4 separate regions of the Mus musculus genome follow, and regions 1, 3 and 4 are each linked to region 2. The links are chromatin contacts, called in public HiChIP or PLAC-seq and Micro-C maps. All regions are on one chromosome and are shown on one strand. Each heading gives the region's core, a stretch centred on a gene start, on an enhancer-like site or on the middle of the called end of the contact. The rest is flanking DNA. Distances are from core to core; before and after follow the strand shown. Region 1 overlaps Gm34455 (a long non-coding RNA gene). Region 2 overlaps Ergic1 (endoplasmic reticulum-golgi intermediate compartment (ERGIC) 1). Region 3 holds the start of Atp6v0e (ATPase, H+ transporting, lysosomal V0 subunit E). Region 4 overlaps Ergic1 (endoplasmic reticulum-golgi intermediate compartment (ERGIC) 1).

Region 1 (6,697 bases), core at 2,679-5,178, 97 kb after region 2:
TGTGTGTGTAAGTGTGTGAAGGTCCGTGGCAGTGTGGCTAGGCAAGGAGAGTCAGGCTGTCCTGTGACCAGTCAGATGTTAACTCGTGTGGCTGCCCTGCTCTCCGAGTGGAGAAAGTGGCATGTCTGAGCTGAGGAAGCTGAGTGGGGCTCACCTCTTATGTGTACCCAGCCAGCTAGCCCAGAAGAGCTTTGTTCATTTAAGGTGCTAGCTAGGGACAGCCACCTCATTAGGTGCAGGGCATCTGGGGCCCATATGAAGCAGGCCTTCCAGGGGGCAGTGGAACTATTTTTAGTGGCTTGGGCTAGCTCCCAAATCCTGACGACTATTTCTGGCATCAAGAGATTGCCCTGAAGGATATGGAAAATTTTTGTGTTAAGAACGTCTGGTCTCCCTGTGGCTAAGCAAGGACACTGTGCAGAGACCAGGACCAAGGGCCCAAGGGCTTCTGGGAGAAACAATAGCTCTGAGCATAAAAACTGGGGCCTCTTTCTGCCTGGGCTTTACCAGATCAGCCTGGTTATGTGAACTATCTCACTGGTATGCCAAGGCTGTCCAGGGTTTAGCATCAAAGATCCACATTCAGGAAACCCTGTAGGGATGGCTGGCCACTGTGGCTCTCTTTTAGTCCCTCTGGGTCTTAGAAGTTACTTTGGAGCAAAAATCAACTGATAAGTATTTTTGCCAATGCTCACAGCTGGTGTAGTAGGTGTTGCTGAGGCCGCCATCTTATAAGGAAACTGAGGTCGAGAGAGGAGTTCCACTGTGGGGAGGCTTGGAGCTGGCTATTTCCTGCTTTTGGGGCACCTGGGCCTCATTTTGCTCAATGGAGAAATAATGCTCTCTGTCCTAGGCAAGTCTAGATTCAGTCACTTAGTACCAAGGCCAAGTACCCATCTGACGGCTTGTGGATAAAAGGTATCCTGCGGCACCTTTGGGAATGGTAAGCACCTCGCTATGAGATCCGATCCCCAAACCCCGGAGCTGTCCTGAGGTTTCCCTGGCAGGTGGCTTTCAGTGTCTTGAAGAGGGCAAGTGGGATGCGCAGTCCCCAGCCCAGCGTCCCCCTACTGCCTTAGGCAGTGGCCGACCACTTGCCCTAACATTGGACCCAGAGTTGGAACACAGCTCCTCCAGAGGGCCCTGCCTGGGGCAGGAAGGGCTGGGGCACCTCCAGTTCTCACTAGCCTCAGGTCAGAGCAGGTCGGAACTATAGAGTCACCGGCTGGCTTTGCCGGAGGGACTAGGCAGGGGGCAGGGCGGGGTCCAGGATGCATGGAGATCTACCTTTGTGCCCTGATTCTGTCCAGAGACAGGAGTGACCCACCAAAAAAAAAAAAAAGTGGGGGGGAATCCTAGGTCATTGTGCCTCATTGTAAGTAAACTGTATATAACTAGATGGTGAGCAGGGAGGTGTGTTAGACTCAGTCCTGCTTATAAATGTAAAAGGGTATAAAAATGATAAGCAAAAGGCTCACTGTTCTAATAACCTAGGACCTGAGGAAGCCTTGGGCAGCCATGTCAGTTTTCACAATAGAAAAATACAGCAGCATGTTCCCTGAGCCTTGTCTGGGAAAACAAGATACTTCCCTTCAGCGAGCTCACCATGTCATACATGGATCCATCAGCCCCTTCCATTTCCCAACACTAGACAGGAGCCACCACCTGACAAAGGACCTCAGGAAATGACACCACAAAGATGTGCCGCTGTCAGCAGGCATCAGATGTGGGCCACAGGATTACTGCAAGGGACGCAGTGAACAACTTCAATAGAAAGGACCCTAACAGATGAAAGTCTTCAGGAGAGCCCCCAGAATCCTCTGTCTGGGGCTGCCCATCTGCTTTGAAATGGGGTTTCCAGGTGGGATTCTTGGAGTCCAGCAGTTTGGAGACCCCTGGCTTAGGGTAGGTGGGAACTGGCCGTGGCCATTGCCTCCCCAGTGATCCTGACAGGTGTGTCCTTGACATGTCAGGCAGTGTAGACGGTAGAACAGAGGTAGGGTGTCTTTTTTTACACCGAGGGTCATCTTTTTTTAGTGTGTGCATCTTTTGGGTAGCCCTTCAGGATCTGACCTTTATTTCGGCCCGCCCAGAACCCGCTGTTTAAAATTAGAACTCTTGGCCAGGGCTGCGGGATTCTGCTGCCTGGGATACAGCATAAACAACACACACCTGCTGCTGGGACACTGAGTGTGTCCCTGATCCAGGGCAGCTGTGGACGGCTGGCTCCTGTCCTTGCAGAATGGCCTTAATGTTTCTGATGGACTTGGCTCCACCTGCCACGCTTCAGAGCAGACTCTCACACATGTATGTGGGCACCTATGAGGGAGTTTCTACAGGCACAGGGTCCTAGTATATTGGTTGGAGCTGGTTCTGGGAGCAAGGACAACCAGGGTTCACAGCCAGTCAGGAAAGATCTTGGCCTGGGCTGTTCACACAAGTGCGGATGTGAACACAACTGGATGGTAGGGGAGAACATCCAGAGTTCCTGATGTCCAGGGAAGTGAATGAAGAGTTATTTAAGCCTGTGCTATGCTAGGCATTTCCTATTGCCTCAGTGTTATGGGTGGAGACTTGTTCTCATCTTAGTACAGGGGATCAGAGAGGTTAGGCCTCTTCCCTCAGGGTGCATAGCTCACAGTTGCAAAACTAAGCTTCGAGCTGAGTGAGTCTGAGCACAAAGCCTGTGTCCTTTAAGCTCCACCACCCAGTAGGTGCACCAACGGTCTGGATGGTTCTATGCCCTCCTCTAAGGGGAGCCATTCACACTGCAGCGTGCAAGGTTACTGTGACATGAGAATCAAGGAAGACTTCTTAGAGGAAGAGGCAGCGGGGCAGGGCTCCACAGACTCAGTAAGAGTCTACTAGACAGGGGTCTGGTGGGAGGAAGAGTATTAAGGAAGGGGCTTCCCAGAGGAGAGAGGAGCCTGTTAAAGGCAAAGGGATGACATAGGCAAGGTCTCCAGAGACCAGGGGTTCCCAACGATGGGTATAGATAAGGGTTGGGGGGGGGGTAGGAGGGCTGGTTGGCAGCTACCAAGGTGGAGACACTGGAGACTCTTAAACTCACAGTACACACTCTGGTGTGCATTAGGGAGGATGGGGACTCAGACCTGCCTATGGAGACATCCTGGCTGGCCAAGTGATCTTGGGGACAGAGGGGTTGTGATAAGATGTGACAGAAGTGTTCTTACCAAGGATGACTATGGCTCCCTGAGCACTCTGCCTCCTCCTCTGTGAGAAGTCAGGCTCAGCCAGTCTGCCTGGAAGAGCTCCTGGGTGTGCGTGGCGTGTGAAGGGGTTGGGAGAGAACACACTGGCCTGGTTGGTTTGCCCCTGTGACAGCTGGGTGGCTCCTTTCCACTGGCTAGTTGGATGGGGCAGAGCCATGGAGATGGATGCTCAGTCCCTCTTGCTAGCCTATACCTGGCCATTGTTTCCCTTCATCCTTTTACCTCTGAGCGGGTGTGTGTTATAGATAGGAGAACCATAGGCCCAGTTCGCAGGTAAGAAAGCTTCAGGCTCACTCTTTCAACTAACTGCAGAAGTTGGTTTCCTTTCTGTTAAGCTTCTATAGCCTGCTCCAGAGAATGAGGAGATCCGGGGCTAGCCTCATTGCCCTACTGACCCTCTATTGCACCTTCTATGCTTAAAGGAAGACAGTGCTTAGAGAGAGCTCCTTCTGGTCAACCTTCCACAAAAACTGCTTTAGTAAGCCCTTGTGATTGGTGTTGGCAACAGAACCTTCCAGAGGTATACAGATTAGTTTGCTGTGCACTGGATACAAGCCAGGATCATCTGGGAAGAAGTAACCATGATAGAAAAAAATGGCTCTGTCAGATTGCCTTGTAGGCGAGTCTGTGGAGGCATTTTCTTGATTAACGATGGGTGAGGGAGGACCCAGTGTGAACTCACTGTGGGCGGTGCCTGGCCCTGGTTGTGTAAGAAAGCAGGCTGAGCAAGCCCAAGGAGCAAGCCAGTAAGCAGCTCCCCTCTGCGGCGCCTGCTTCAGCTCCTGCCTCCAGGTCCCTGCTGTGATAGCCTGTGAGCTGTAAGATGCAACATGCTGCCAGTTCCTCTCAAAGTTGTGATTGGCCATCAAGTTTGTCATAGCAACACAGACCAAACTAGGACAAGAAGTGAAAGCTCACAGCTTGGCCAGTGACCCAGAAAGATGCTTTCCAGACCCACATGGCAGGGTTTGAACTGGTTTGGGGGTTAAATTTCAAAAATTGAGTGATTACTAAAAAAACAAAAGGCAAACAAACCAACCAACCACAACAAACCCATGTGTTCCTGGTAAATTTTTAATAATTTATATTTCACTGTTCTTCTGTCATCTTAGGTCCATATTCATTTACTCATTTCAAAACTTTCATCATCATCATTGTCGTCATTATTGGTATTTAGAAACAAGGTCTTACTATGCAAGCCTGGCTGTGCTGGAACTCACTATGTAGACCAGGCTGGCCTTAAGCTCAGAGAACTGTCTGCCTCTGTCTCCAGACTAAAGGTGTGCTCCACCAACATTTTACGTTAGTTATGTTTTAAACTAATGTGAACAGCAGCAGCAGCAGGAGCAAGTGAGAGAGCAGGCTAGAGAGAGAGAGAGAGATCTACTTATTTGATTTTGTGTGTTTGAGTGTTTTGTCTGTATCATGTATGTGTACCACATGTATGCCTGATGCCAAAACAAGTCAGAAGAGTGCCCTGTCTCCCAGATGGTTGTGAGGCGCCATGTAGGTGCTGGTACTCTGCAAGATCAACAAGTCACTTGCAGAGCCATCTCTCCAGCCCCTGGCTTTGTTTCCTTAAGCTTTGAATTAGAATTAATTACAATGGTAAAATCGACTGAAATGATTAGTGCTTGATGTAAATTTAAATTTCTTTCCTTTTTTCTTTCTTTCTTTTTTTGTTTTTTGTTTTTGTTTTTCGAGACAGGGTTTCTCTGTGTAGCCCTGGCTGTCCTGGAACTCACTCTGTAGACCAGGCTGGCCTCGAACTCAAAAATCCACCTGCCTCTGCCTCTGCCTCCCGAGTGCTAGGATTAAATGCGTGTACCACCACCGTCCAGCTTAAATTTAAATTTCAAGTACCAAAGGTCAGTGTTCAATGTCCTTTTGCTATAAGAGGGACTTGCCAACCAGTGGCCTCTCGCAGACAGAGGACAGAAGATTCTCCTGATCCCCTCAGCTTGTCTCTTCCCCATTCATCAGTCAGAGGCTTTGAGAAAGAGAAGCTAGATCGGATCCTGCTGCCCACTTGTGACTCCCTAAGACTTCTGTATGCAGATGTTCGTGAAGATCCAGCCTTCCCTAAAGATACTTTCCCAAGGCTGACTCCCAGCCTGCTCTGCTCTGGTGGTCTGCCTTGCCTCTAGCTGGTCACCCTCACTGACACATGGGTAGTTATTTTCCAAGCCCGTCCCAGAGGCTACCCTCTCACTAGCCCCTAGCTAAACTGGGAGTTCTGAGTTCAGATGTCCTGGGGATGGGGACAGGAGAATCATTCCAGGACTGTACAGAGATCAAGTCCACCCATACAACACAGTGTCTGCATAGAGCTTGGGCAACTCCCCTCCCCATATTCTTTAAACCAGCTCTGGAAGACATACCACTCCTAACAAACTGCACATGGCATGACAGCTACCATACTGTGTTGTTTATAGAATGATGGTAAGAAAAACACATGTGTTCAGTATAGACATAATTATTTTTGGAGGCAGCCTCTCTCTTGTAGCCCAGGCTAGCCTCAAACGTCATCTTCCTGACTATACCTCCCCAGTGCTGGTATTGCAGGTGTGTGCTACCTGCTTGACTCAGACACAATTTAAAATTTTTCTATTTTTGATCTACAGTTGGCTGGGCCTGTGCATGTAGAACTCATTGGTACAGCTAGTGGGCTGTGACAGTCACTTTGATGTTTATTTCTCTGGAGCTTCTACACTTTTTGAGTTGTTTTGTTTTGTTTTGTTTTGTTTTCTACCTTTCCAAGAGTTCTTCTGGGCACTTCTATGTCATCGGATGTCTGGCTTTCTGGTGTGTGTAAGGATAGCCCAAGTATAGCATGCATAGCTGAACAGAAACAAACCCGTTCCCCCAAGCAGCTGAACAGCCCTCGGCTCCCCCTGCTCCTGGATCGGCACTGAAACCTGAACACAACTGGCTGGCTTAGTCACCCTCTGTGCCTGGCAACACTGGCAACGAAGGCCTCTGTGCCCAAACACACCACAACAGGCCTATGTCACCAGGTTCCTGAGGCAGCCCAGGCATTTGGAGCTAACTTTCCTGAGCAGAGAGGGACTGAGGGAGAGGCAGTGGTGGGCATAGACAAGGGGGCGAGAACAAGAGACAGGCTGGAGACAGGCAGCAACCAGCAACCTGGGGCTTCTGGGGTACAGCGTGAGTCTTGAGAAAAGCTACTTTGCAGGATAGGCTCAAGACTGTTGAAAAATAGAAATACCGTTGGCAAGCCAGAGCCACCACTGGATTGTGAAACTGGCTTCTCGGCGGGCTCCTCCTCGGAGAGGGGGAATTCTCTAATTTCTTTATTTTGGGTTTTATAACAGCTTCAATGAAACAGTCACATGCCACATAATTTGCCCATGTAAAATGCAAGATGTGGTGGCTTTCCATGTGTTCACAGCTGTACTTACCCACCTGTTAGTGATTACTCTGCTTTTCCCACGCCAACCCTG
Region 2 (6,849 bases), core at 2,175-4,674:
CTTGGTTGTCAGTTGCTGCCGGGGGCCAGGCTCTGACTCTAGCTCAGATAACAAGGCCAGCTAACCTGCTGGGGAGAATTGTCACAGAGATAATTTTACACTTGGAAAGCGTCTACCTTCCCAACGCCATCCTCCACTAAGCCTTTCTCCAAACATGTACGGTTGTCCCAGATATCCTGGAGGACTAGCTTCAGGACTTCCTTCCTCAGAAACTCCAGGGACACGCAAATGTGTTGTATAGAATGTATATGGTAGGTAGAGAACTCATACATCCTTCCATATACTTGAAATGACTTCTCAGTGACTTACCCAAGAACACACTGTTGGTGAGTATACCAAACAGCATTGTTCAGGAACAAGAACCATACAGGGAAATCTATACACAGTAAAGACAGACATGATTTTCTGAGTATTTCCCATGGTTATCTGAATCTGTGAATGTACAGCCTGTAGGTTCAGAGGGCCCATTGCGAACAAGCTCTACCACGGAGACAGACTGCCAGCCCTCTTTTTTCTTTTTCTTTTTCTTTTCCTTTTCTCCTCCTCTTCCTCCTCTTCTTCCTCCTCTTCCTCCTCCTCTTCCTCTCCCCCTCCTCCTCCTCCTCCTCCCCCTCCCCCTCCTCCAGAGATAGTCTCTCCCTAAGTGCACCAGACAGGTCTTGAACTTGTGATCATCTTGCCTCAGCTCCAAAATAGCTGGGATGACAAGCCACTAGGCCCCTCACATTTTCTCCTCTTGCTCTTCTCTTTTCTTCTTTTTATGGATGGAAAGAAATTCAGCATAAACTTTGCACTTTAGACTTTTTGTTTTGTTTTGGTTTGGTTTGGTTTTGGTTTTTCGAGACAGGGTTTCTCTGTGTAGCCCTGGCTGTCCTGGAACTCATGTTGTAGATGAGGCTGGCCTCAAATTCAGAAATCCGCCTGCCTCTGCCTCCTGAGTGCTGGGATTAAAGGCGTGCACCACCACGCCTGGCTGACTATTTCTATCTCCAGAGGATAAACATGACTGCAGGTTCCCACCAGCTTCCTGGATGAGATGCTAACATCTCATGTAACTGAAATTCTCAAAACTAAGAAACTTGACATGATCCCATCAACTAGGCCACCAACTTTCTCAGGGTTTGGCTCTCTTGTCTTTCTGCTGGGCTCAGGTACCACACTGCATTCAGTTGTTGGAGCCCCCCCCCCCCAGGTCTGTGACTGGTCCTCAACTTTCTGCAGTAGGAAAGACAAGGAAATCATAGAGATGTGAGAAATGAAAAAGGGCCCCTGACTCTGAAGTCTCCATGGAGCCTCTAAGTGGCTGAGAAGCCAGACTAGACAGATGGTTGACAGTAGATAGATAGATAGATAGATAGATAGATAGATAGATAGATAGGTAGATAGATGGATGGATGGATGGATGGATGGATGGATGGATGTATGGATGATAGACCTACAATAAGTAAAAGATGACTGTAAATGAGATAGATACTTTATAATTTACCCATATAGAGATATTGTTAAAATGGTAATGAACTGGACATCATCTGTGACTCTCCTAAGCAGGACTATTAACATTGCTGACAGTGGGGATCTCCAACTGCCTGTGACCCACCGTCTCAAGTGCGACCCTGTCAGGTGCCCTTCAGGACTACCCAGAGATCTCACTCGGGTTCTTAGCAGATAACAAACCCTTTGAAGATATTATCTTTTAAATCCACCATAATCCTGTACCTGTCCATTGTAAAGACAAAGGCGTGTGGCCCTCAGAGAAGCCCACACCCAGGCTCTCTGGTGTCTTACTCTCTTCCCAAACACCTCATTTCCCCTTAGTACTTGGGCCAAAAACTAACATTAAAACCCCCCTCGTGGGCTGGTGAGATGGCTCAGTGGGTAAGAGCACCCGACTGCTCTTCCGAAGGTCCAGAGTTCAAATCCCAGCAACCACATGGTGGCTCACAACCATCCGCAACAAGATCTGACTCCCTCTTCTGGAGTGTCTGAAGACAGCTACAGTGTACTTACATATATTAATAATAAAATAAATCTTTAAAAAAAAAAAAAAAAAAAAAAAAAAAAAACCCCTCGTGAACTCCAATTCTCTTCATGTTGAATCATCATGAAATTCTTCTCCGCAGTGAAGCCAGGAATCAAGGGATTTCCTGAGTGGAGGAGGCCTCTGAAGGGCACCCTTCAGACTGCTGCAGTCTGTCCCCTCCCCTGGTTTCACTGGTAGTTTTTAGAAGGTCCCAGCCTGGGTTTGTCAGATGCTGCCAGGTGTCACCTCTTGTGGCTCTAACAGATTGGGTAAGTTCTGCCCCGAGGTTTACCTGGCCTGTGGTTCTAAGCATGGGGCATTTGAAGAACATAGCATCGGCGCTCAGGTGCGGCTCTGTGCTGCCTCGGCTAGAAAGAAGGGGGGCTCTTAAAGTAACCCCCATTCTGCCCTCTGGAGATGCAGCTCAGCCGTAGAGCACACATGCAAAGGCTCTGGGTTCCATCCCCAGCACGGCACGAACAAGCAGACACCTTGAAACGCCATCAAATGACGCCTTAGAAGCAACATGGAGGCATCAGCTGAATCTAGAATATGGAGCAAATGAAAACAGCTCAACCCCCAAGCCCAGCAGCTGTCGGCCCGTACCCATGCTACACTGTACAACCCCACTGTTTGTAAGCCCAGTCCCTGGGGCTTTTCTTGGCATACAGCAGAAGCCCAGTGCATTCCTCAAATGATCCAAGAAACGAAGTGATAGATTCAGGGGACACGCCAAGCAGCAAGTCTGTTCCCTGTACCCGTGGGCTCCAGCGCCAGTCTACTCTAGCAAACTCTCCTGCCCGCTGGAGGAAAACAGAAAGGGAGGGTGAGTCTAATTTTGCCCTGGAATGTGGCCTTTTTCAGTCAGCTGGAGAGGGTGATAAGGAAGTGGCCATGGGAACCGTGGGAATGGGGAAGGCAGACCCCATTCACGCAGAGCAGGAGGCGCTAGCCCTGGTGGAATGTGCAGGGTGTGGGGCGCCAGGAAGCAGAATTCCTGAATGACTGGCTAGGGCTGGGCCTCAGGACCGCAGTCCCCTAGGGAACCCGTGCGGCCAAAGGCAGTGTCTCATCAAAACAGGAAGATCACAGAGGAAAAATGCACATGTAAGCGGACTGGTATTTACAGGGATCGGCCCCGCTGTGACCCTAGCAGGGGTATAGAGGGGATGCAGGGCAGAGAGAAGAACTTAGGGTCGGCCATGCTAATTCTCTGGTGTGGTGCAGAGTCTTCTATGTAGGCCACACACTGCCTCCCAGCCCTGCAGCCTAAGAAGCTATAAGGAAAGGTATGGAGAAGAGGACCACAAACAGACTTCCTGGGTATGTCCCACAGGCTACTGACAAATGCCCTGTCAGGGCTTTCTCACCACATGCCTAGCCTGCAACAGCTTCGACCCTTGGACAGTAGGGATTGCTGCTCCCATATTCGCAGGGTGTTAAAAAGGCTAAGATAACAAACTTTGACCAGTGTGCACACTGGCTGGCCAGGGTGGACAGCTGTTCCTGCGTCTGGGCTGGGTTGACACTGTCACATACCACGACCCTGGAATACTTAGCTGAGATGCCTCCAGCCCACTCTGTGCTCAAGATCCTGGGATACTGTCCTTGAACCTGCGACTCTTCTGTGAACCAGGATCCTCTTCTGCCTAAGAGGATGCTACAAGAGGCTTCTGGCCCCGGAGATGGCACACGCAGTAGTTCATGTGTGCCACACAGCTTTGCCCTCACACAATGTGTGGATTATCAGCCCAATGTTACAGATGAGAAGGCAGTGCCACAGTGATGACAGACCGACACAACTTCCCACGGCCAGCAAGGGGTGGAGCCCAGGCTGGGACCATTCCCTACTACACACAAGTCTGGCCAAGTCTTCAAGACTCATTGGGGCTGGGGGAGGAGAGGAGTCTCCGGTCCAGAGTCTCTACAGGGAAGTGACAGGAAGAGAGGAGAGGCATCTTCCTGAAAGCACTGGACAGGAAATGATGCTTCTACTATGGAAGTGGCAACAACCTGGATGTGAATGAGGACTGACCCCAGCCATGCCCATCGCTAAGTCCTTCTCCAGCATCAAGCAGGCCACTTCATCTCTGCAACAGTGCCGTGAACCAGGCACTGGCCTCCATCCCCTTTCACAATGAGCAAACTGAAGCCCCACAGGCTCCCTTGCTCACCAGTGCAAGAGTCAACACAGAGAGTGTGAATGGGCATGGACATATGTCAACATGGCCCTAAAGTCTACTGGCCCACGGGGGACTCCAATACTTTTAAGTTCCCCAGCTAGGGTGTCCCCATGTAGGCTCTCTGGCCCTTGGTGACACTCACCTAGAGCTGTCTGCACACCCAGTACTCTCCTAACATTCTCTATGTGCAGTGCTTCATTCACTCTTGCCACACCCCTGAGGGAGGCAGAACGCTGCTTCCGTTGGTAAGTGGAGGTAGTGAGGAGTGAGGCCAAGGAGGCAAGCTAGAACTCAGTCTTAGTTCTCTGCCCCGCCTCCATGAACGAGGCAAGGTGACGGACAGTCGGCCTAGAAGGGAGAGCACACCCTCTGCCATCTTTGAAACTGGGCCTACCCATGCCACCAGGCCTTCAGCTACTTTCTTCTGCGCCTACGTGTTTCTCCACGCAGCTGCTCCTACCTTCCTCAGAATGACATCTGTTCTAGAACCTTCTGTGGCTCCCACCAAGTGACCAGCATGTGAAGGTCCACCTCAGCTGTCTATTCCATCTCTCACTGCCCTCCCACCTCACAGTACTCACTGGGGACAGACATTACAATGTCACAATGCCATCTCTTCCCTCCAACTCACATTTGTCTACATGCCCGCGTCTAAGAAGCCCCTGCCACACTGACCCCCTCACACATCTACCACTTGCTTCTCTTCCAGTCAAACGTGTGACTCCTCCCCACCTCCCCCGGTGGGCTCTGCCTCTTTTAAGTCGGGTTCCCGTCTACCTGCCTGGGCCCTGCTGAATGTTCAGCATGTCCCCGCTTCTCCAGCCTTACTGCAGCCTTGCCACTCTCTCAAGCCCAGCCCTTCATAGTTGTGACACGCTGTCTGCCCTGGAACAGGGGTATCACTAGGTCAGGTCTTCTGTGGCTAGAGCGCTTTGGTGAGCTCCTGCCAAGATGCCTTGTACTGCGTCACCCGCCCATTGTCTTTTCATTAACTGGCTGGATGTGACTTACAATTTAATAAGGGACATGTGATGAATTGAAGGTCAAGGTTTTCAAAACATCTTTCAATGTGGAAAATGTGAATCAAAGAGAGATCTTGGCAGTCAGACCAGCTGCTAGCAGAGCCAGCTGCTGCCAGTCTGATGGGTTGCTGTTAGAGCTGAGCCTGTGCAGACATCCACCCTGAGAATCCCTGGCCTGCAGACCTCTGGTCCTGGCTATATGAAGCCCGGAGGGCATGCTCCTTCCCAGGCCTCAGGGAACTGCTTACCCACCACGAAGACCCACTCATAACGGCCTTTTCCTCCAGAGCAGCCTGCAACTTTCTGTTCCAGCACCAAACCAGCCCTGCTTATCATTAAGTCCTCAGAATAAAGACCATGGAAGAACCTTCTAGAATCCTGAACAAAGTTAAAGCTCTGGGCATTCTTGCTAGAAAACTTTTGGTCATGGACTCCTGTGGAAAGCAAGCCTCAGCAGGGTGGGCACCATGTCCACAAAGGTCGGGTGGACACCCATCCTCTGCCTGATCAGTGGCATGCAGCTGTCAATGCGTGAGTGATAAACAGACCAGTGACGTTTGGGACGTTTGGCTGAGATTTGAGTTGGCTTAGTAGATTTGATTTGCATTGAAGTTTTCGCCCAGCCAAGCATGTGCACAAGCCTGGGGAACGGGATGGAGAGCATGAATGAAGAGGCAAGGTGATGTCCTCCTGTCCTTCCCTTACTGTCTTCTGTTCCTACTCATGCTGTAGGAATCTAGGAAATGGCACTTTAGGGGAGGTGGGGGCTGATGCAGTGACCTGTAACACTCACGCTGTGCCTGCCCCACTAAGGGCAGTCAGCCCCATAGTGGCCTTGTCCAACACCAATACCCCAGGCAGCTCTTTAAAGGCTTCATTTTAGGAGCCCCAGTGGTCGAGTACCTACGGGTCAAGTGACCTCTCAGAAGTTAACTTTTCTTTGGCGGGAAGGGAGACTGAGCAAGTCTGACTCCAGCAGCACATGTGCAGATCCCACCTAGAACAGTCATTTAAAGGAGGTGGGAAACCATTATGAAGTTACACTCCTGGGCTTTGGTTTCTGTTTCTTAAATTGCTTTTCAGGTAAGTCCCATGTGGTCCCTTAGCAACAATCAATGGCTGAATACTTCCAACACACCAGGCACACAAGAGCCTGGCCTGGACTTTTCGGTGTCCCTGAGAGGCAGGATCCAGGCCTCCCTCCATTTCCAAGCCAGGAAGTTAAAGGACAGAGAAGTGAAGGACTAAGCCCCAGCCAGGCAGACTGCAGGGCGTCCAGGGCCTGGGAGATCCAGAGTTCATGCTTGCCGCTGCACCATGCCACACCTCCATGTTGGGCCTGGAACCCACAGTGGTGCTATTTAATGGGAATAGGAGTTGCTATTGTTGCTGAGACACCAGGCTGTCCTGGAACCTGCTATACAACCTAGGATGACCTTGAACTCCTGACCTTCCCCAATGCTGCTGACTATGGGCCTTCCCCACCAGGTCCAGCTGGTTCTGGCTCTTTTTGTTTGTTTGTTTGTTTGCTTTGTTTTTTGAGACAGGGTTTCTCTGTGTAGCCCTGGCTGTCCTGGAACTCACTCTGTATACCAGGCTGGCCTTGAACTCAGAAATCCGCCTG
Region 3 (7,055 bases), core at 691-3,190, 92 kb before region 2:
GGATGGGGAGAACAGAGTTTTAAGAAAGGAGTGGCCCAAACTAGGCACGTTAATGAAAGCTATTCTGGGATGAAGGCCAGAAAGACAGACAGTGGTGGAACGGAACAGGGTTGGTTTAAACACAACAGAGACATTTTGTTGTCTAACTCCAAGAGGAAAAAAAAAGTGTCTAAATGGACTCAGTACTCAGTTACTACAAATTACTTTGATAACTGCAGAGCCCAGATACCACATCAGCTGCTGTAAACCGCAGATGACGCTGTAGGACTGTTACTGAGAAGTGGAGCCTCCCTGATGCTTGCAAAGGACAGATATTCACCTATCATTTCCCTTTCAAAAGCCATTTAATTGCGACCTGGAGAGATGGCTCTTTGGTTAAGTACACTTGCTCTTCCAGAAGACCTAGATTCAAGTCCCAGCACCCACGTGACAGCTAATGACCATCTGTAACTCCAATTCCAAGGGATCCAAATGCCTCTGTGGACATTGCACGCATGATGCCCTTACATACATGCAGCTATACACTTATATACATAAAATAATACATACATCTTTAAAAGTGCTTTCTTAGGCTAATAGAAAAAACACTGTTAAAAGTCAGTGTATTCCAGACAGTAATAGAAGCCAATATCACAAAACAGTAAAACTTCAGCTGGGCGTGGTGGCGCACACCTTTAATCCCAGCACTTGGGAGGCAGAGGCAGGTGGATTTCTGAGTTTGAGCTAGCCTGGTCTACACAGTGAGTTCCAGGATGGCCAGGGCTACACAGAGAAACCTTATCTTGACCCCCCCCCCAAACAAACAAACAAACCCCCCAAAGCCCCCCCAAAACAAAGAAACCCACAGTAAAACTTTCTCTAATCAAAATGGCCCACTCAGTAAACATTGTCTACTCTACAAAGTGTTGTGGAGCTAAACACTATGTACCCACCATTCAGTGTCTAACCATTAAAGCAAGAGACGTTTCTGACACACTACTACTTAAGATCAAGTGTCACCTCCACATGATCTTGAGTGAGAGGGAAAAAATTACTTAATTCAAAAGAGGAACTAGAAAGAGGGTGCCCTAGGCTCCTCTGAAAAGGTTTGTTTTTACACTGCAATACAGAAGTTTATCTCCAAACAGAGAAAACGGTATTCTGCAAACCTTAGATGGGGGAATGAAAATCTTGGCCAACCACTGTAAATACTGTTTACAAGTAAGGGCAGGAGCGCCCTGGAAGGTATGACGCAGAGGTTTCTACACAATGCCTTCAGCTCTGGGTGATTTAACCTCGTTTAGATCAGGCTCACCCTGGCTTGGGTTGGGCCCACTAGCTGCAAAGGCTGAACTTAACGCTCTGCATCAAGCTTGTCTGAGTCCGAAACTGCGACAGCAAGGGGGCGAGAGGGAGATTTCTGTTCTCAGATCCCTTTCTTTGAGGTTTAGGCAAAAAGCCTCCCGTGCATCAAAGACAGAACCAAAGCAGCGACAGTGGCTTGGGAGGCGCCCTAATTTCTCTTCAGTCGAAGTGCACACTTTTAGTCCATCAAGACAAAAAGCACTCCCTAAAATTCACTTCCGGGAGGGGCCGCCAAAGGTGACCTCACCCTCCAGCCGGGGACGTTGACAGGCTCTGAGGAGCGCATGCGGTCCTCCCCTCTGTGGTCCACCCCGCCTCATCCTCCCGCCGTAGTCCTCCACGTACGATCCTTCTCTCCGTGATCCTCCCACCGGGGTCCTCCGCTCCCACCACCTTGGACCTGGCGCACTTACCCCCGGTTAGGACCCTTGGGGATAAACCAGGGCACGAGGAGGCCCACGAAGCCCCAGAACACGCTCATCACGATCAAAGGCACAGTAAGGCCGTGGTATGCCATGCCTGCGCCCCAGCAGCCGAATCGGTCCGGAGCCTCGCTCTCGTCCCACCCGGAAGTGTCAACAGAGGCTCACGTGATCGGCGCGCTAAAGCCCCGCCCTTTGCGCGCGGCGTGACTCGACCGTCGGACTCCGCCCCTTAGACTAGAGCCCCGCCCTTACCTGGCTAGTCTCAAGGCTGTGGTTCCATGGGGCTTGACTGAGATGAACCTCCAGCCACCGGGGAGGGGACCAGCAGAGTTTTCTGGAAAGAACTTAGGCCCATTTTGGTGATGTGTCATTTACAGTTTTATCTATATTTTACGCGCAGACATAAATAAGTAAAACCTACAATAGTGGACTACTGTTCTAGAGTCTTGTATGCTAGGCTCCTGCTTTGCATTCTTCCATAGCCCATGAACTACTCACAATCGCCATCTCTGCTGCAAGTGAAGAATCACAGTCGCATTGTAAGTAACTTCACGGTTGTAAGGCTCTTAATCGTTGGTGCTGCTGTGTGTCTTGTACAGAGTGCCAGGGTCTGAGTTACAGAAGTAAATCTGACAGCCATCTGAGAGAGGTCACATCTCCAGAGAAGATGGACAGCTGAGGATGACCAGGCCCTACTTTGCATTCCCGCCAGTTGTCACAACAGTTTCAATAAGAATAGGAATTATCGGGGCTGGTGAGATGGCTCAGCAGGTAAGAGCACCCGACTGCTCTTCCAAAGGTCCTTAGTTCAAATCCCAGCAACCACATGGTGGCTCACAACCATCTGTAACAAGATCTGATTCCCTCTTCTGGTGTGTCTGAAGACAGCTACAGTGTACTTACATATAATAAATAAATAAATCTTAAAAAAAAAAAGAATAGGAATTATCACCGGGCATCGTGGAACACGCCTTTAATCCCAGCACTCAGGAGGCAGAGGCAGGCAGATTTCTGAGTTCGAAGCCAGCCTGCTCTACAGAGTGAGTACCAGGACAGCCAGGGCTACACAGGGAAACCCTGTCTCGAAACAAACAAACAAACAAACAAGAATAGGAATTAGCCAGAAATATCATTGTGGCTCGCCAGAATTGTAGGCTCATTGCACCATGAACTTCCTGAGACACAGAGGAGGGGAGCAATTCTTGGAGGTTTTTTTTTCCCTTGGGGCCAGGGACTTGCTATGAGGAACACAACAGCTCCCAAATGCTGGGATTGCCAGTGAAGCACCATGCTGAGCTGAGGTTGGTTTTGCAGAAGCTTGCAGACAGAGCAAGATGAAAAGGGAGATCTGGCAGCTGAATCCAGTGTGCTGGCTGTGGATCCATTTCCCCGTAGTAGCCACCTCTCCTGATTTCTTCATCAAGTAGAATGGATTCCTGAATTAATTGGACCCTTCAGCAGCTGTACCATCTTTGCAAATGATTTTCAGACTTTAACTGAGCCAGCTGTAGTGGCCGCATACTTTTAATCCCAGAATTTAGAAGGTGAAGGCTGGCAGAACCATGCAGTTAGGAACAGGCCAAACTAGACTCAGAACTCAATTTGAAGTGGAGGTCCATCTATTGGTCATGTCTTGATAGTCACTCAGCTCACCATTAGTAATCTGAAATAATTTGTTTCTTTAAAATAGTCATGTAATTTATGTCAGGTGATGGTGGTACACACCTTTAAAAGCAACACTCAGAAGGCAGAGGCAGGTGAATCTCTGTGGATTCAAGGCTAGCCTGGTTTACAGAGAGATTTTTAGTCAACCAGGACTATACAGAGAAACCTTGTCTCCAAAACCAACCAACCAAACTAACTAACAAACAAAATTCATGGAATTTGGATGCCTATGTAGCAACTCACAAAGCACATTTATATTGGAATATGTTGGTACAAACCAATTCCTAGGAGAGAGTATAATTTGAATTTACTGGTAAGAGGTACAAATAATCAGAATATAGTTATTATGTGACTTTTCCTGGGTATACAGGAACAAATGTCCATTCACCCCCAGATAAGGCATGGATGGCAAACCAAATCTTTCATTCTACACAAGTCTACCTTACTGAACCAGTGAATATTAGAGTTACTTACAGGAGTATGGGTGGCATAGAAATTCCTGGAATTCCCTGCACAACTTGCAAGCAGCTTGGTTGGCCAGTTTCCTACCCTGAGCAATTGTTACTGTTCATACAACTTGTGGAAGGGGTCTTGTGAGTCTTGTAACTTTCAGAGGATTCCTGAGTCTTCTTTGTTTCCTTTACTTCCTGTCTGAGCCTTGTTCCAGGGGAATGTTCACACAGCATACAGTAAGGAGCTATGTGATGGTTTTCTTTGCTTCTTTTAAAAGATTTATTCTATGTTGCCAAGTGTGCTAATACATGCCTTTAATCCTACCACTTGGGGGGGTGGGGTGGGCAGAAGCAGGAGAATCTCTGTGTTCAAGACCAGCTTGGTCTATAAAGCAAATTCCAGGACAGCCAGGGCTACACAGAGCCTCTCTCTCAAAAAAACAAGACAAAACTTCAAAAAGATTTTTTGTTTGCAAATATTTTTTGTCTGCATGTATGTCTATGCAACAGATGTATGCCTAGTGCCCTTGAAAATCAGAAGAGGGTATTGGATACCCTGGTACTGGAATTATAGATGATTGTGAGCTGCCATAGGGGTTGCTGGGAAACAAACATGGGTCCTTCGCAAGAGCAACAAATGCTTTTATCCACTGAGCCATCTCTACAGCCCCTTCTTTATGTGATGAGTATTTTATCCATAAGGTTTCTTATTTTAAGTGACAAAATCTATTAAGATGGGGGAAGGAGAAGAGGCTTACATAACATATTCAAAAGACAACACAGTAGACAAGCCACAAAACCAAAGTGTAGGTGGCCCTTTCTACATCAGACCACACTGGGTCACATATATATGTGAGATTGTGTGTACCTCTGCAGAGGCCAGAGAGCACCGTAACTGATGTGGGGTGACGTCCTTTGCAGTAACTTTGAGTGCTCTTAACTGCTGAGCCAACACTCCACCCTCCCTTCTGCTATCTTTTTAAGTTGTTGTTGTTTTAACAGTGACACTCAGGAATCCTATATGTCTGCCTGCCTGCCTACATCAAGCTTGCTCCTGCATGCCTTGGCAGCAATTCTAGGTTGGCACTCCCACCTCACTCTCACACTTTAGCATACAGGCAAAGGCGACAAATCACACTAGTTAGTCGATAACACCAGTTATCAAGTTAGCCTAAGTGGCTCCCAGGAAGCCTGGTGGTGGTTTGAGTAGGCCTGGCCCCCATTGGTTCACAGATTTGAAAACTCTGTCACTGGGGAGTGGCACTATTTGAGGTGGGGGTCTGGGTTTTCAGAAGCCCAAGCTAGGTGGAGTCTCTCTCCCTCTCTCTCTCCCTCCCTCCCGTCTATGGATCTGCAGGTAGACCTCTGAGCTGCCTCTCTAGCATCATGTTTGACTGTCATGCTTCCCAATATGATAATGAACTCAGTCTCGGAGACTATAAGCAAGCACCAGTTAAATGCTTTCTCTTATAAGAGTTGTGGTCATGGTGCCTCTTTACAGCAGCAATCACTAAAGTATCAGCCATACTGTTAGCCCTCTGAGGAATATGGGGCAGGCTGGGTTGTGTGTGCTTGTGTGAAAATCTGTGAGAGAGGAACACAGCCTATGTTACACTCAAGCTGCTGTGCCTGCAGCAGCCACATCTGTAAGTACTGCTCCTAAGCAACCAGGAGGTGTGGGATATTTTGTATTGGTCGTCAACCTGACTGAAGCTGGAATTAACGGTTGGACACACCTTCAAAGGATTTTCTTGATCAGGTTATTTGAAGAGAGAAGACCCAGCATAAAAGTAGGTGGGACCCTTGTGTGGCAGTGCAGACATGAGATCCAAAGGAAAAGCTTGTAGACTGAGCATGGTGACAATTTTGGAATTTTAGATTTTTTTTTTTTTTGAGACAGGGTTTCTCTGTGTTCCCTGGCTGTCCTAGAACTCACTTTGTAGATCAGACTGGCCTCGAACTCAGAAATCTGCCTGCCTCTGCCTCCCGAGTGTTGGGATTAAAGGTGTGTGCCACCATGCCCGGCTTAGAATTTTTTTAAACACAAAAATCCTATAAGAATGTGCTTTTGTTTTAATCCCACGTGTGGGGTGTGTGGCTGCTTCAAGGCTGTCCACGGCAGCTGATGATGATTTGACTCCTGCTCTAGCAGAGGTGTGACTCTGCCAGCTGCAGGTAGTTTCTGCAAGTGTGTGATGTTTGGAATTCTTGGGACTTTTCGGAGGGTGTATAAACACTAGGGCCTGAGAGGCAGAGGGGGTTGTTGGTTGGATGGTTGGTTGTTGGTGGTGGTCATGGTTTGTTAAGTAGTCATGCACAAAGAAGAAGCAAGAAGAAATTAGGTATCTTGGTGGCAAAGATCAAACTTGCTCCAAGGAACTCCACACCCCTAATCAGTAGTCTCCATACCCCTAAGAAGTAGTCTAACAATAATGCCAACCCCTTTCTGATCCTTGACTTTATTCAGGGGATCGATCTCCTTTGCTCTCTATCCTTTTTTCTCCCTTATCTAGTGTTAGGGGGTTGAAAGGGCTGAAAAAAAAAAAAAGATGGAGAAGGCTGGAAGAGATAAGAACCCACAAAGAAGCCAAAGGCCAGTTACAAGTAATGCCCAACTTGGGACTAAGCAGAATAGGAAATCTGATTTCAAATGCCGCAGAGGAATCTGCAGGGAATGAAGGAATGGATTTCCATTCCCCTCCCCCTCAAATGCCAGCAAAAAAATTATTGTGACTGCTACTGCTAGGATATCCCCTGCTCTGCTCCCAGAAGGGGTTTTCTGTTTTTTGTTTTGTTTTTTCCTTCTTTGCCCTATAATCTGTTTCAAAAAACTTTGAGAGAGTGGCTGAGCAGTTGGAAAAACTGCTGGTGGAAATGGAGCAGCCTGAGAAACAAAAAAGGCTGAAATGGGAAAACAAGAAAAAAAGATCACTCTGTTCTCTCATTTCTGAAAGGGTTGCAGTGTTGGCTGGGCAACTGGAAAACTGCGGGTGGAGGTGGAAGCACTGGGAAGGCAAGGAATGCTGGGAAAGGGAGAACAAAACGGCTCAGTCCCGGTGACTGAGCAAGAGAGCAAGAGTTTCCTGCAGGAGGAAAGAGGGAAAGGAACTACGGCAGAGGGCAATCAGGCAGAGAAAAGCAGGAGGACAATCTGATGAAACATCCCATT
Region 4 (7,302 bases), core at 3,534-6,033, 75 kb before region 2:
GGAATTACAGGCAGTTGTACGCTGCCAGACATGGGCGCTGGGCGCTACACTCAGTTTCTCTGTAAGAGCAGTGCGCACTCGGAACTGCCCAGCCCGGCCTGCCTATCACTGGCCTCGCCACTCTTTCCACTTCACTCGTTATATTTTTTACTAATTTACCTCTCAACCATCAGATGTCCATCCAATACGCAAAGCCCCTCACTTTATCTCACTTCATTCCCTAAAACAATGGTCAGATCTGTACCTGGAGACAGTCTGCTTGTGATAAGGGCAAAGGGGACTCAATGCACTGTAGTGGCTCTGGTCTAGCTTGTCGGCAGTCACTCTGCCGCCTTGCTGAGGTCTCGGGGTATGTGACTCCTGCAGGATTTCATGATAACGAGGTGCATGAGCTATACGCCCTTGAGTAACTAGAACTCGAGGACCTTTGGATGTACCTGGTCCTTGCGAATGGGCATAGAGCAGACGCTCTACTTCTGCCGCAGTTTCTTGGACAGCCGGGAAGACAAGGTCTTTCAGAGCATGTAGGAGGGGGCATAGAGATGGTGTTTGAGGTTTATGCTGCGGTCCGAAGTCACCAAGGGATGGAACTGCCTACAATCTGGGTCCTGGCGGAACCACTACTACCCACCGGTTCCGGTTCCGGTGGCGTGCATTGCAGGCCCGGAAATGACATTTCTTGTAGCTCAAGCACAGAAGGGACGCGAGTCTGCGCTTCCTGCCTCAGGAAAGCAGAACAGCGCCCCCTGCGGCTGGAGTTGAGTCTCGGCATGTTCTCTCCGTGTAGCGGAGTAGGCAGGACCTCAGGCTGGAGCCCCTAATGGAACCGCTTTGTAGGGCCTGAAACAGAAGCTCATCGATGCTTCTCTGGCTTCAGTTTCTGGTTTTGTGTCGGGGACCGAACCCAGGGCTTTGGGACCCTTTCTAGCTTGGCTTGGTGTCTCATTCCTACTATTCCAGTACTGGGGAGGTGGAGAGCCCAGAGGATCAAAAGTTAAGAGCTGGCCTGGAGTGTATGAGACCCTTTCTCATAAATCAGCCAACCAACCAAGATATATCTGTTGGGTACTTCGACAGGCATTAGCCGGCTCGGATACCACTGAGGATGGACTCTGTCCAAATCTGCTTGGCCTCCCACCTCCTGCTTCCTTGATGACACACCCATTTTAAGATAGAGAAGCACTGCAAATTGCCCCTCTTTAAAATGTAAAATTTCAAAGGAAAGGGAGGATGCCCAGTAAACTAGGCTAAAAGCCCACCTTGCTTGCCATGACACCTCGGGCATTATTCCCAGAAGACAGCTCTTCCCTCACCCATTTACCCCACACCCGCACAAGCTGCTCTGAGACCTCCGTTGCCCAGCCTGCAACCTTTTCTTGGCCTTTTCTTACATCTCTCCTCCCGGCTGCCACAGCTGAGATTTACAGCCCACAAGATGGTTCTCAACTTCTTTTTGAGTCCATTTTAACAAAAATTATTTTTATCAAGACGAAGACCCACCTCCTATTTCCCAGCAACCCTTTTATCACTGAGCCACATGCAGCCCCAGTTCCTTGATGATGTCTTTTTAGTTTCTCTCCATTCCCAAACACCTCACCCCCAAACTTCACCCCCCCTTTCCCACCACAAAGGAGTCTGTAGAAATTACATGGGTTTCAAATGGAAAAAGAAAAAGAAAAAGAAAAAGAAAGAAAAATGAAAAAGGAAAGAAAAGGACATGACTGCTCCCAGGAACAGTGAAGGAGAAAGTTTATTGTAGATAAAAGGGAGACATAGCCAGAGGCGGACATAGCTGGAAGAGTCCAGGCTAGAACTGACCCTGAACCATGGGAAGATGGAAAGGGGAAGAGGAAGGGAGAGAGAGGAACCAAGTGCAGCAGTCGGGAGGCCAAAGGTACAAAAAGGAAGGGTGGGTAACCAGAATGTCTGGATTATATAGGGAAGAGTCTCTGGGGGGAAGCAGCACAGCTTGATTTCAGGGTAGAGGGCAGGGCTTGCCAGCCATACCATGTAAAGCATCCTGAGGGGTGCTGGGAGAACCTGGAGGCCAGGTGCACTGTAATATGTTAAGTAGGTACCTCAGTCAGGGTTTAAACTTAACAGATATATACTGCACAGTTGCTCTCAGCATCCTGGTCACAGAACCTCCATCTATGGCTATTCAAGTCCATTCCATCATAATGTTCACTTGGCATATATATGTATATGTATATCCTATGCATGTCCTCCTGCATAATCATATCTAGATATAGCAACTAGTACACTGTAAAGGCTGTATGAGTTTTGATACTGTATTGCTTAGGACATGAAAAGAAAAAAAAATCTGTACATATTCAGTATAGATGAACTTTTAAAAAAATCTAAATATTTTCTACTTGTGTCTAGTTTAATTTGGGTGAACCCTACCCATGTGACAGGCTGATTGTAATTGTCCAAATTCTTTAAACACCATGACACACCTTTCAAAAGCCATCTGACTGGCTTCTTCAGAATTACTAAGAAGTTCTATATGCAGAAATTTGGGTCCTATTGCATACAATTCTATAAAAACACATGGTGGAAGGTCAGGGTTATATCTGCATTACTTTAAATTAAATTAAAATGTAATTTATTGATGCTAGAGATTGAACTTATAACAACATATTAAACACATACCTTACCACTAACTTACACTTCCTGATCCCTCAAATCTGAACTTTTAAAAAAGTGTTCTCTCACCTTCCAAGAATTTTAGGGAGAACCAATGTTCTCCCTAAATGTCCCCCCGCCCCCAACCCCTCCGTTGTTTGTTTAGCCCTTGCTTGGCTCATAAAGCCATACCTGGTCCCAAGTGTGTCTTTCTTGCTGGACATGGGAACTGTCAGTTTTATAGTCCTAACTCTCTGATCTGTAGAGTAGGTATAATCTCAGTAGGTTGTCGTGAGAATTAAATGGGTTTCCTAGAGTGTTCAGGACAGCATCTGGCACAAAGCAGTTCTAATCAATCTTCCTAAGAAAATCAGATGTGTGGGCTGGCTCACTCCAGGATAGTCCAAAAGTCAGCCTTTGCATCTACCGTACGTACTCTTCACATTTAGGCTTTTATGCTGAGGACTGGCTCTCAGCGCTCAGACTCCTAAAATTAATCACAATTATGTAAACCCTTAGCTTTGTTTGATGGAAATAGGTGCGATGCGCCACGATGGGAGACAGTGTGAAGTGTGCTTTCTCTACCGTTTATTTCTATTTTTTGTATTATACCTTTTTTTTTTTTTTTAAACCGAGTGAGAGCTTTGGGGAAGAGCCAGCTCACCGTCTTGAGTCCATGGCCGCCCACCCCCCCCCCCCCCCCCACCTCTGGGTCCTTGCCTTCCCCTCCTCAGCCTTGCACCGGAGCTCTGCTCTTCTGTTGGAAGATTGCTGGTAGCGCGGGCGCCACCTGCAGGTTCGTCAGATTGAGACACGCTGCGCATCCTCTGGGAGTGAAGTCTTGGTCCTTCCTGGGTTTGCCTGAGCTGTGAAGGAGGCACCTGTCCTGAGCACTGTAGTAGTGAGGAGGGAGGGAAAGGGCCTGTGGTTTCTGCTGTTTTCATCTTAGGAACCCAAGTGATATTCTGTGCAAAGTATTATTCGTTCGTCGTCTCTAGCCCTGCCACTCATCCATTCATGGTGCATGGACTGAAAACCTACTTTGTGCCAGATTCTAGATACAAGGTTGTAATGTTTCCTTAACAAATGGAGACCTTTAGATATAGAAAAGATGTCTTGCCCAAAGCCATCTTCACACTGGTCCTGTACATAGTCCTAGTTTATCAGAGTTGGTAAGATGGAAGATAAATTGTCCAAAGCCAGTCTTACTGGAGCTCTGAGGACTGCAGGGGCCGGTTTAGTACTTTATTCTAGACGCCTCTGCAACCTGTGTTGGAGATTTTTGGAGGAAGGCTCCACCTGGACAAAGTGTCCTACTGTGGTTAAAGAGACCATGGCAACTGGAGTACCACCCACTGTCAGTGTGTCCAGGTCAGAAGGGCTCGGGAAAGGCTGCTATCGGCTGCCTCTACTGTGATTAAAGTTGTACCACGGGGCCTACCATCAGTCACTCTCTCTGTTTCTATGGAGACTTGGGGGCAGGTGCCAGCATGACTGTGCCCAGCAGGGTCACAGTTGTCCTCACAGCAGAGCTTCATGGGAGTGAGTTCATCCATTCTCTGGCTCCCTTATTTTGCCTCCTCTACTGTACATTCAGATCTGTCCCTGCTGCTGGTTTCCTCCAATGTTCAATCAAGTAGTGATTATTCGGCATCTCCACAAAGCTGGCACAGAGCTTTGATAGGAGACGTGGAAGCATTCTGACTCTGTAATGTTCCCACTTTCTTATAGGATGGCTTAACGCAATGGTTCTCAACCTGTGGGTCGCGACCCCAATGGCAACTCTGCTTCTGAAAGCACTTACAATTTATAACAGTAAGATTACAATTATGAAGTAGCAACAAAAACAATTTTATGGTTGGAGGTCACTACCACATGAGAACTGTAAGAAAAGAGACAAAAGGCCCTCTTGCTCTGACTCTCCTCCGTTTTGGCTTTCTGTTTTGACATTGCTCAGATGACGTTAGGGCTGAGGAACAACCACCAACCGCCCCCCCGCCCCCCCCCCCCCCGCCCCGTGCTTCCTCAGAACCCGGTAGTCAGGCCGATCTGGGTTGGAATTTCAACTTTACCACCTGCTAGCTGTGTGGCCAGGGTGTGATTACGCCTCTGTTTCTTCCTGGCATGCCGAGAATGCCAAGTCCTCCCAGTGATGGGTTGGAATGAAATGCATGACCTCACCAGCAAAGAACTGGCAGGGAGCAGCTGCGGGGAGGAAAAGGGGTCTTCGGAGAATGCCCTCCCTCATGAGTTCCCATTCACATTCGCACGATACCATGTCTATCTTCAGATAACGAACCTTCGAGAAGCATGCACCAGGTTGCTTTGTGCTGGGGGTGGGGGGAGGCCTGTAACACCGAGCTACACCTCGAGCCCGAAAACAAGTTTTAAAATAATTTTTTAAAGATAAATTTTATTTATTATTATATGGGAGGGTGATCAAGCGTCATGGCACACATACGGAAGCACACACATACTCTCTCCTTCCAACTTTACATGGGTTCTGGGATTGAACTCAGGTCATCGTATACACCAGCTATCTCACTGGCCCTTAAATATTTTTCATTTCTGTATTTACTTGTGTGTATATACATTCATACATTATATACCATGGCAACGAGGGGGCTAATTCTTCCATCATGTGGGTCATCAGGACTGGTAGCTGTAGTGACAATTTTGGTTTCTTTAAGAACACAAAAATAAAAGAACGTGCTTTCACTTTAATCTCAGCTGGGGGATGTGGGATGCGAGGCTGCTTCTGACTGTCCGAAGCAGCTATGATTTGCCTCGTGCTCTAGCAGAGGCACGGTTTTGCTGGCTGCAAATGGTTTCGGCGATTGTGTGATATTTAGAATTCTGGGAACTTTTCAGAAGGTGTATAAATGCCAGGGCCCCAAGAGGCAGTGCAGGTGGTTGGTGGTTGTACAGGAGTGGGGTGTGGGGGGTTGGCTGCACTTTGTTAGTAGTCCTGCTTAAAGGAGGAACAAGAAAAAAATAGATTGAGATCTCTCTTTGTCTCCCCCTGCTATCCTTTCCTATGTAGTGATAGCAGGGGAAACTGGGGGGATAAAGGGTGGGGAAAAGAACCCACAAAGTAGCAAAGACGGCTACAGTAGCAAGTTCCTTTCCCTGATGAGCCATCCCCTCCACCCCCAAATTTTTCTCTTAAAAAAGGCTTTAGACCTCTAATGGCCTGTCATTGTTTCTAGTAAATAAAAGCAACTTACCGTGACTGACCTCCCCTCTTCCTCCTTCCTCTGAGTCCTGTTACACTTCCCTTCTTCCCAGGTTTCCTCCATGATGACACCCATCTCGCCTAGCACTTGAACCTCTCCCTGGGATGCCCCTTCACCACTGCCTCTTAGAAGCACTGCAGCCCAGGGCCCCTGGCTAGGATTCAGTCTTCCATGTTCTATGTCAACTTCAAATACATTTGTCAGTTCATGGATCCAGTTCCAAGGAGCATCCACGGAGAAAGTCCCTTGGTGGTCTGTGTTCCAGACAGGTGGCATCCCAGGGTAGATCTCTCAAAATTTCTGGAAACGCTACTGCTTGAGGACAAACGGGAAATGGTTCTTTTGTTTTTAGCAAACACTTTAGTAAAACTAGTGTTCTATGGGTGAACGGACTGCCAGCCTGGGTGCCTCACCCGTGGCTCAGTCACATCAGGCTCCCCTCCTCCCAGGGTGATCTCCCCCTAAGGTACCCATAGTTAAACTTGATTAGAAGAAATCCTCTCTCTAGAAGCTTCCACAACTCTCTACATATATAATCTGACTGGGATAAAGCCAACTAGGCTCTTCAAGGTCAATGGTTTGTAACCATATCCTGCAAGATTTTCTTGGTTCTCGGCAGACCTTCTCTCCTCCCCCTCCTCCTGCTCCTCCTGCTCGTCCTCCCTTTACAGGGCTTCTCTCTGTAGACCAGGTTGTCTTTGAACTCACATAGATCCTCTTGCCTCTGCCTCCTGAGTACTGGGATTAAAGGCATGTGCCACCACACCTGGCTTTATTATTCTTGTTTTTCTTGACAGGTTTTCTCTGCTTTGTCCTGGAACTCACTCTGTAGATCAGGCTGACCTTGAACTCAAAGAGATCTGCCTGGCTAAGCCTCCTATGAGCTTAAGGCAGATCAAAGGCGTGTGCCATCACCTGGCTCTCTTCAGCACTGTCAACCGCTGTTCTTTCTGTAGAATTAAATTTCACTCTCACTCCCACCCTAGACTCTGGGCTACCCAGCCACCATCAAGGCAGAGTCACAGCAATATTTCTGAAAAGCAGCCTTTTAATATCTAATTGAACCCAGTGAGTGGGAAAGAATCAAAACATATGTCCCCTTAAGAATACCTTTACAAGAACAACAGGCCAGAGGCGTCTCTTCCATGGGAAACTGGCATACCGTGTCCTCACAAAAGTGGGATTTCAACTCATACGCATGCCACATAGTTCCCGTCCCATCCCACCCTGCCCAACCCTCCACAGGTGACAGATTCACACACCAAAGGGACTGGTTTCTTAAACTGTGGAACAGAATGTTTAAAAGAAGATAAGAAATCTAGCCAAGTGGCCAGGGGCAGTTTACATACACAATAAGAATCAACTCATATAAAAAGGGAAGTTTTGCTAATTGGAATCAGAGGAAAAATTACAAATGGCAGAGAATCCAGCTACCCAT

The links. A called contact is a pair of places that touch in the nucleus more often than the background predicts. HiChIP or PLAC-seq counts read pairs in DNA pulled down with a chosen protein or histone mark.
Region 1: an H3K27ac HiChIP or PLAC-seq map of heart atrium shows a contact between it and region 2, with 7 read pairs. The contact joins two enhancer-like sites. A contact is called at or near these places in 3 of 39 promoter capture datasets (cranial neural crest, embryonic stem cells and maxillary cranial neural crest), 1 of 15 datasets of contacts at CTCF or cohesin (the NIH/3T3 cell line), 11 of 484 Hi-C or Micro-C datasets (the AML12 cell line, bone marrow-derived macrophages, centroblasts and 6 more), 13 of 115 datasets of contacts at active chromatin or transcription factors (the HPC-7 cell line, the NIH/3T3 cell line, embryonic fibroblasts and 5 more) and 4 of 9 other capture datasets (adipose tissue, embryonic stem cells, liver and 1 more).
Region 3: an H3K27ac HiChIP or PLAC-seq map of embryonic stem cells shows a contact between it and region 2, with 6 read pairs. The contact joins the promoter of Atp6v0e here to the enhancer-like site in region 2. A contact is called at or near these places in 4 of 39 promoter capture datasets (cranial neural crest, embryonic stem cells, frontonasal cranial neural crest and 1 more), 1 of 15 datasets of contacts at CTCF or cohesin (the NIH/3T3 cell line), 5 of 115 datasets of contacts at active chromatin or transcription factors (bone marrow-derived macrophages, effector CD8 T cells, embryonic stem cells and 2 more) and 2 of 9 other capture datasets (liver and pancreatic islet).
Region 4: a Micro-C map of muscle stem cells shows a contact between it and region 2, with 2.5 times the contacts expected there. The contact joins two enhancer-like sites. A contact is called at or near these places in 2 of 39 promoter capture datasets (embryonic stem cells and trophoblast stem cells), 1 of 15 datasets of contacts at CTCF or cohesin (the NIH/3T3 cell line), 10 of 484 Hi-C or Micro-C datasets (the C10 cell line, bone marrow-derived macrophages, cerebral cortex and 5 more), 5 of 115 datasets of contacts at active chromatin or transcription factors (the HPC-7 cell line, effector CD8 T cells, embryonic fibroblasts and 1 more) and 1 of 9 other capture datasets (adipose tissue).

The regions. Positions count from the first base shown.
Region 1 is chr17:26,484,727-26,491,423 of GRCm38.p6, reverse strand. All of the region lies in intron 1 of Gm34455 (a long non-coding RNA gene), which reads left to right. Among named protein-coding and RNA genes, the nearest start is that of Gm34455, 16 kb to the left of the region's middle. Within about 2 kb of position 3,928, at least 8 of the 459 cell types and tissues checked have an H3K27ac peak or open chromatin away from gene starts, as enhancers often do. A contact at or near this core is called in fibro-adipogenic progenitors, heart atrium and muscle stem cells, where this site is marked.
Region 2 is chr17:26,580,851-26,587,699 of GRCm38.p6, reverse strand. The region is part of intron 1 of Ergic1 (endoplasmic reticulum-golgi intermediate compartment (ERGIC) 1); the gene reads right to left. Among named protein-coding and RNA genes, the nearest start is that of 1700049J03Rik, 18 kb to the right of the region's middle. Within about 2 kb of position 3,424, at least 170 of the 459 cell types and tissues checked have an H3K27ac peak or open chromatin away from gene starts, as enhancers often do. A contact at or near this core is called in the NIH/3T3 cell line, embryonic stem cells, fibro-adipogenic progenitors and 5 more, where this site is marked.
Region 3 is chr17:26,671,281-26,678,335 of GRCm38.p6, reverse strand. Atp6v0e (ATPase, H+ transporting, lysosomal V0 subunit E) reads right to left here and starts at 1,940. Exons shown (of 4, transcript NM_025272.2): 1 at 1,758-1,940. The coding sequence starts at 1,861.
Region 4 is chr17:26,656,527-26,663,828 of GRCm38.p6, reverse strand. Ergic1 (endoplasmic reticulum-golgi intermediate compartment (ERGIC) 1) reads right to left here. Exons shown (of 10, transcript NM_026170.3): 10 at 6,895-7,302. Among named protein-coding and RNA genes, the nearest start is that of Atp6v0e, 16 kb to the left of the region's middle. Within about 2 kb of position 4,783, at least 21 of the 459 cell types and tissues checked have an H3K27ac peak or open chromatin away from gene starts, as enhancers often do. A contact at or near this core is called in muscle stem cells and myocytes, where this site is marked.